2 separate regions of the Gossypium hirsutum genome follow, and region 1 is linked to region 2. Evidence: chromatin contacts called from public Hi-C data. All regions are on one chromosome and are shown on one strand. The core of a region is the stretch at or near the end of the contact, and the rest is flanking DNA. Distances in the headings are between cores, read along the strand shown. Region 1 holds the start of LOC121202992 (putative ammonium transporter 1 member 5). Region 2 holds the start of LOC107896999 (BI1-like protein).

Region 1 (3,110 bases), core at 246-2,745, 200 kb before region 2:
AAGGGCATAAAAATTTAGAGACTTACATGTACTTGAGTGGTTAAATGCTCTAATGATTACCCATAGTGTGCAGGCTTCAATTGAAATAGAGCAACTCTAGGAGGCAATCAACAACAGTAAATTTGAGGATATTTTTGCGACTTATGGAGAAACACAATTAAAAGATAATTGTGCTGATAACATGTTATAAAATAAAAGACAAAGAAGAAAGAAGAAAGAGGATGGAAGAGAAAAAAAGAGAGCGTATTTTATTTATCAATCGGAATCTTTACAATATTTCTCAAAAGTCTCTATTTATAAGAATAAAAAATATAAATGAGTAAAGATTTACTTCTAATCACTATTAGAATTTAAAGTACATCAAAATTGATTTTATCTTAATAGGCATCCACTTAATAAGATATTCATAACAAAAACTTTAAAATTTACACAATTCTTATTACTAAAGATTCAATGGAATATAATTTTTACTTTGAAAAAAGGTATAATATGAAATAGAAAACAATTTAAAATGGAAAAAGAACCCACTGCCTAAAAACTAATATTTTTTTTAAAAAAATTGATTGCACAAAAATAAAAAAATATTAACTTTGGGAAGAAAACAAAATGATTAAAAATTGTAGAACAAGAAAAAATGTTAGTTTATAATTTTAAAAGTTAATTATTTTAATAAATTTAATTAAGGTTAAATTAAGATGAAGAAAATAGTAAATATAGATGAGTGTATAATAATATTTTGTTATCTTTAAAATTTAATAACGTAAAACTATTTTATTAATGTCTAAAAAATATGTCTTTTATGATAACCTAATATAAGTTATGCACTTAAAATTTATACTTCATTCACCATTATTTTAAATTATTTAAATTTAATATAACTTAACTAATTTTTAACTTTTTACCGACACGTCAAAAAGGCATTTTGATCTTTAACTAACAATAGAGAATATTAAAAATTAACAAACACACATTTTTTACATCATATTTCTACCCCTCTTTTCAAAAACATTTTTTTAATGGCAACAACGAAATCAAATTCAAGATTTGGCTAATTTGGTTTGAGGTTAAAACAAGAGAAGGAAGATGGTACTTACAGTACTTTTAATTTTGCACTCCCAAATGACAAAAACTTAGTGGCTGAACGTGAGCCATAGAAAAACTTTTAACTTTTCGTTCTTATCACAGGAAAGAGTTTTTGTACCGAATTATGAAAGTATTTGCCTCATTATATATGTTCTTCCCCAAAAATGAAAATGACAAAGTTCTTACAAGAGTGAATTTTATACCCATGCCGATGTGCAAGTGCTTGAAAGTTGAGACTGATAAAAACAAAGATCCAACCCAGTCAATTGGGATAATATATTATAATGATAATGGATACCCTACTAACATCCATTGTGCTTAATTGTTCCTCAAGTTCATGATTGAGTATTTGAGTGGATATTGCTGCCCATATTAACCATAAACATGAATTTCTCTATACCATTTTAGGCGATGGGAACTTGTTCAGCGGACCTAGCTGCGCTCCTCTGCCCCAACGCCACCGCCATTGCGGCAGCTGACTACATATGCAACAAGTTCAGTGACGCTTCCTTTGCCGTTGACAACACTTACCTTCTCTTCTCAGCTTACCTTAACTTCTTCATGCAACTTGGCTTCGCCATGCTTTGCGCTGGCTCAGTCCGTGCCAAAAACGCCATCAGCGTCATGCTCACTAACGTCCTCGACGCCGCCATCGCTGGCCTCTTCTATTACCTTTTCGGGTTTGCTTTTGCCTTTGGTTCCCCTTCCAATGGCGGTTTCATTGGTCGCCACAATTTTGGCTTATAATCCATTCCTTCATCTTCCTTTGATTAGAGCAATTTCCTTTATCATTGGGCTTTTGCTGTTTCAGCTGCCGGGATTGCTAGTGGCTCCATGGCTGAAAGAACCCAATTCGTTGCTTATCTTATCCATTCATCTTTTTTAACCGGTTTTGTTTACCCTGTTGTTTCTCATTGGTTTTGGGCGACTGATGGTTGGGCCACTGCTTTTCGAGTAGATAATGGCTTCCTCTTTGGTAGTGGGGTTATTGACTTTGCCGGTTCAGGGGTTGTTCATATGGTTGGTGGTGTAGCCGGTTTATGGGGTGCACTTATTGAAGGACCAAGGATAGGCCGCTTCGACTCTTGGGGCAGGTCAGTTGCCTTGCGTGATCATAATGCAACCCTTGTTGTTCTTGGAACTTTCATACTTTGGTTCGGTTGGTATGGGTTCAACCCCGGTTCATTTAACAAAATCTCCGGTTTGTACACCTCTGGAAACCATTATGGGCAGTGGAGTGCGGTGGGGAGAACAGCGGTGACCACCACTCTAGCCGGATGCACGTCGGCGTTGACTACCCTTTTTGGGAAATGGATCTTGACAAGTCATTGGGATGTGACCGATGTTTGCAGTGGTTTACTTGGTGGTTTTGCTGCTATCACAGCAGGCTGCTCTGTTGTTGAACCCTGGGCTGCCATTATCTGTGGCTTTGTGGCTGCATGGGTGTTGACCAGTTGCAACAATTTGGCCGAGAAAGTGAGGTACGATGATCCATTAGGAGCGGCTCAATTGCATGGTGGATGTGGGGCTTTGGGGCTAATTTTTACAGCTTTGTTTGCTTCGGAAAAGTATGTGAGGGAAGTCTACCCCAGCAGGCCGGTTCGATATGGTTTGTTTATGGGAGGTGGAGGGAGGCTGTTGGCTGCTCATATTATCCAGATTTTGGTCATTGTTGGGTGGGTGAGTGCTACAATGGGGACCCTGTTTTATTTTCTTCATAAATTTGGGCTTCTGAGGGTTTCAGCTGATGATGAAATGGCCGACATGGAGTTGACAAGGCAGGTGGGGCTCGCTTATGTTGACCATGATGAAGATGAATCACAAAAACAGGGGATTCAAATGAAGAAAATTGTTGGAACAAAAATGTGAAGAAAATTGAAAGCCTACAGTATATAATATATTCAATAAAAATATGAACATATATATTGGAAAAAATAAATCGAACTAAAAAAACATTAGGGTGCAGTGTGCAGCAGCACTTCATTCTTAAATAAAATACAAATTATATTTCTCTTGACTCCTTAAGT
Region 2 (3,027 bases), core at 409-2,908:
GCGTATTGTTGTTTCTTGCATGTAGATTGAAAGTAGATTCCAAGAAATTGAGATTTTATTTTAGACCCACATCACACTATAGCAAGGCTTGAATGGTATGACATTAGATAAATATTTTGGTTTATAGTATGTCATGTACTTAGGTATTTTTGTTTGTTTGTAATGGCATTGGATTGTTAGTATGGATTTATGAGTCACTAAAGTATGTTTTGTTATTATCTTGGTCTTGATATACAATAAGATTGAAAATGTGGTAAATTTTCTTGGTGAATGAGAGCTATTTTAATGTCCTCAAATGTTAGTATTTGATGTTGTGCGATTTAGTATGTTTTGGTTATGCTTTGGAATGATTTGAAGTGTTTAAAGACTTAAATTTAAGTTTTCTACAAGTTGGCAGCACAATTTTAACTCTAGGGGTCTCATGTCTTGAGACATGCTATACTTGCCTTGAGATATGGACTACTGCTTCGTGAAAATTTATGTTTTTATATTCGAAATTGATTCAAAATTTCTTGGTTTTTGTCTTGGGCACGAATTAAGCCATGCCAAAGTTTTATATATGACTTTAAACATCTAAATGTGACTTCCCTTATTTGTGGCTATCATCAATCTAGGTAAAGGTTGTTACATCAGGCTTGCAAGACAAAAAGAAGAACTATGGGGCATTAGAGTAGTTTCTTTAGGATGTTATTCAATGATTAAGTTAGTGAAGGGAAGATGATGAAAGCTTAAAAGAATATACTTTGATTCTATTGGTTATGGAAGTCTTGCCTTTTATGAAAACCTTTACCTCTTTATCACCTTTCTCTCTTTATCCTCTAGCCCCTTGTTGTTTCTATCGTTGTTGTTGTTGGGGATTTGAGGGGACTAATATGTGGTTGGCTAAGGTATGTGTTCTTAATCCGATAAGATCGTGCTCAATACATGTATGGATGGGATAAAATCAATTTATTTGAGTAACATCAAATTCAATAATCGAATTCAAGATTCCATATTAGTGCCTTTAGCTTCTTTGTTGGTTTTGTGCCATCTGAACGTTTGTAAGAGTTTGGCCCTTTTTATTGTTGTTTATCTTAAGCTTGGAGTTCGAGTTTTTTTCAAGTATAACAAACATTAAATTAAATTCTTTTGTTGAGATTAACATTTTTTTGGTACAATTTATACATTATTTATAATAGCAAATTACTAGCAACACACATTACAAGTAGATAATTATTACGACTTGAACCTATGACATGGGTTGTAGAGTGAACGCTCAGATCAATGAGTAACAACTCTAGTTTGAGAGTAACATTAAATTGTAATAAAATCTAAAAGTTATTTAAATAAGACATAATGATTTATTTGACTCTCTAAACTTTAAAAAAAAATATTTTAGCCTTCCATTTAAAGTTTTTTAACCTTAGGATTGCATTATTTGTCAAATTACTCCAAAATAAATAAAAAAATTAACATTTATTAACTCCATTGACATGACATATACGTAAATGTCACGTAAATAATTAATTAACTTTTTAAAATTTTAAAAATTCAGAAAAGTATATAAATATAATTTTGAAAAAAATTAAAAGTTATATAAAATATAAAAATATTTTTTAATATTTTAATTTTTAAAAATTAATTAATTACTAAAATCCACGTAAATCATTATGCATTTAAATAACTTAAGAACTTCCCATAAAATACATGATTTCATGATGGAATACTAGCTGCTAATAACGCGTAGATCCCACCTCAAGGCTTTTTAGATTGGTTATCTTCTCTTATGATACAATACATTATTCAGAAAGAAACAAAATTACAACAAAATTTCCCTCTGTTTCTTTCTTCTCATCTCATTTCCCTGAAAATCAAACGAGAATAAAAGAAAAGAAAAGCAGGAGAAAAAAAAATGTACAGATACGAGCGTGTGAGCAGCACGAGTGTCAGTAAGGCGGATAAGGTAGATCTAGAGTCAGGAGACACTCTGTACCCGGGACTCAGCTACGGTGAGAACCAGCTCCGATGGGGCTTTATCCGAAAGGTTTACGGCATCGTTGCGGCACAGCTAGTGTTAACCACCGTGGTCTCCGCCTTTGTGGTGTTCTCGGCTCCGGTCAACGAGCTCCTCCGTGGAAACTCTGGCATCTTGCTCTTCCTCTGTTTAGTCCCTTTCATCTGTAAAGTCCTCTCCTTTATATATTCCTTTCATTTTTCAATCTTGATTCTTTCTTTTTCCACACCTTTTGAACTTGGTAAATTTGAACTGTTATGAAAGAAATAGTACTAGTTCTTAGGCCTCCTTCTAGTTTATTAGTTCACTTTTTAAATTCTTATTATGAAGTTAATATCTTTCAAGCGTCGGTTAAGGTTAGATTCAATACGTTTGTGAATCGAGTCTTGACCTCAAATTTCAACACTAATTGCTTTTATAGTCAGCATTTTCTGCCATTTTTCTGTATAGAGTGATTCTATCTGTTCACTTTTCCGGATCCGGATGCCTTTCGTGGGGAATTTGAGGGTTTAGAATATAGATCTTTTAGCTGTCTCATTGTGTAATTTTTATGTTGTATTAGGTTTTTAATAAAGTGATCTGCACTGTTCTTAACCTAATCAAAAGCAGGAGATCTTCATGTTTGCTTTGATGGTTCGAAAGCTGATATAGTATGCCTTTTATGCCTAGATTTTAGTACTACAGTTTATAATGGCCTAGAGTTTCTTTCTTCTAATGATAAAATCAGTATGATAGATTTCCAGCTCTTGGTAGTAATGAAATCTTAGTTCTCTTTTAAGTTTTAACCTTATTTTCAGATTGATGATAGACCTGAACTAGAAAAGTCTCCCTTTCTAAATTGTTCCCGAGCATTTACTTTAAGATTTTAAAGAGCGCTGCTACATTGTTTTATCACATTACCATGCTCTATCTTAAGTCTTAACAATAAAACCTAATCCATGTAGTGTTGTGGCCCTTGCACGTCTATCACCAAAAACACCCCGTAAATCTGATCATCCTCGGCCTCTTCACCGTGTCTCTGAGTCTCACAGTTG

Evidence for each region. A called contact is a pair of places that touch in the nucleus more often than the background predicts.
Region 1: a contact with region 2 is called in a Hi-C map of leaf, with 2.2 times the contacts expected there. The contact joins the promoter of LOC121202992 here to the promoter of LOC107896999 in region 2. A contact is called at or near these places in 6 of 34 Hi-C or Micro-C datasets (hypocotyl, leaf and petal).

What each region holds. Positions count from the first base shown.
Region 1 is chrA10:25,003,549-25,006,658 of Gossypium_hirsutum_v2.1, reverse strand. It overlaps LOC121202992 (putative ammonium transporter 1 member 5), which reads left to right and starts at 1,495. Exons shown (of 1, transcript XM_041078509.1): 1 at 1,495-1,830. The coding sequence starts at 1,495. The coding sequence ends at 1,830. It overlaps LOC107896997 (ammonium transporter 1 member 1), which reads left to right and starts at 1,213. Exons shown (of 1, transcript XM_016822326.2): 1 at 1,213-3,110. The coding sequence starts at 1,918. The coding sequence ends at 2,952.
Region 2 is chrA10:24,807,356-24,810,382 of Gossypium_hirsutum_v2.1, reverse strand. It overlaps LOC107896999 (BI1-like protein), which reads left to right and starts at 1,658. Exons shown (of 4, transcript XM_016822329.2): 1 at 1,658-2,159; 2 at 2,938-3,027. The coding sequence starts at 1,892.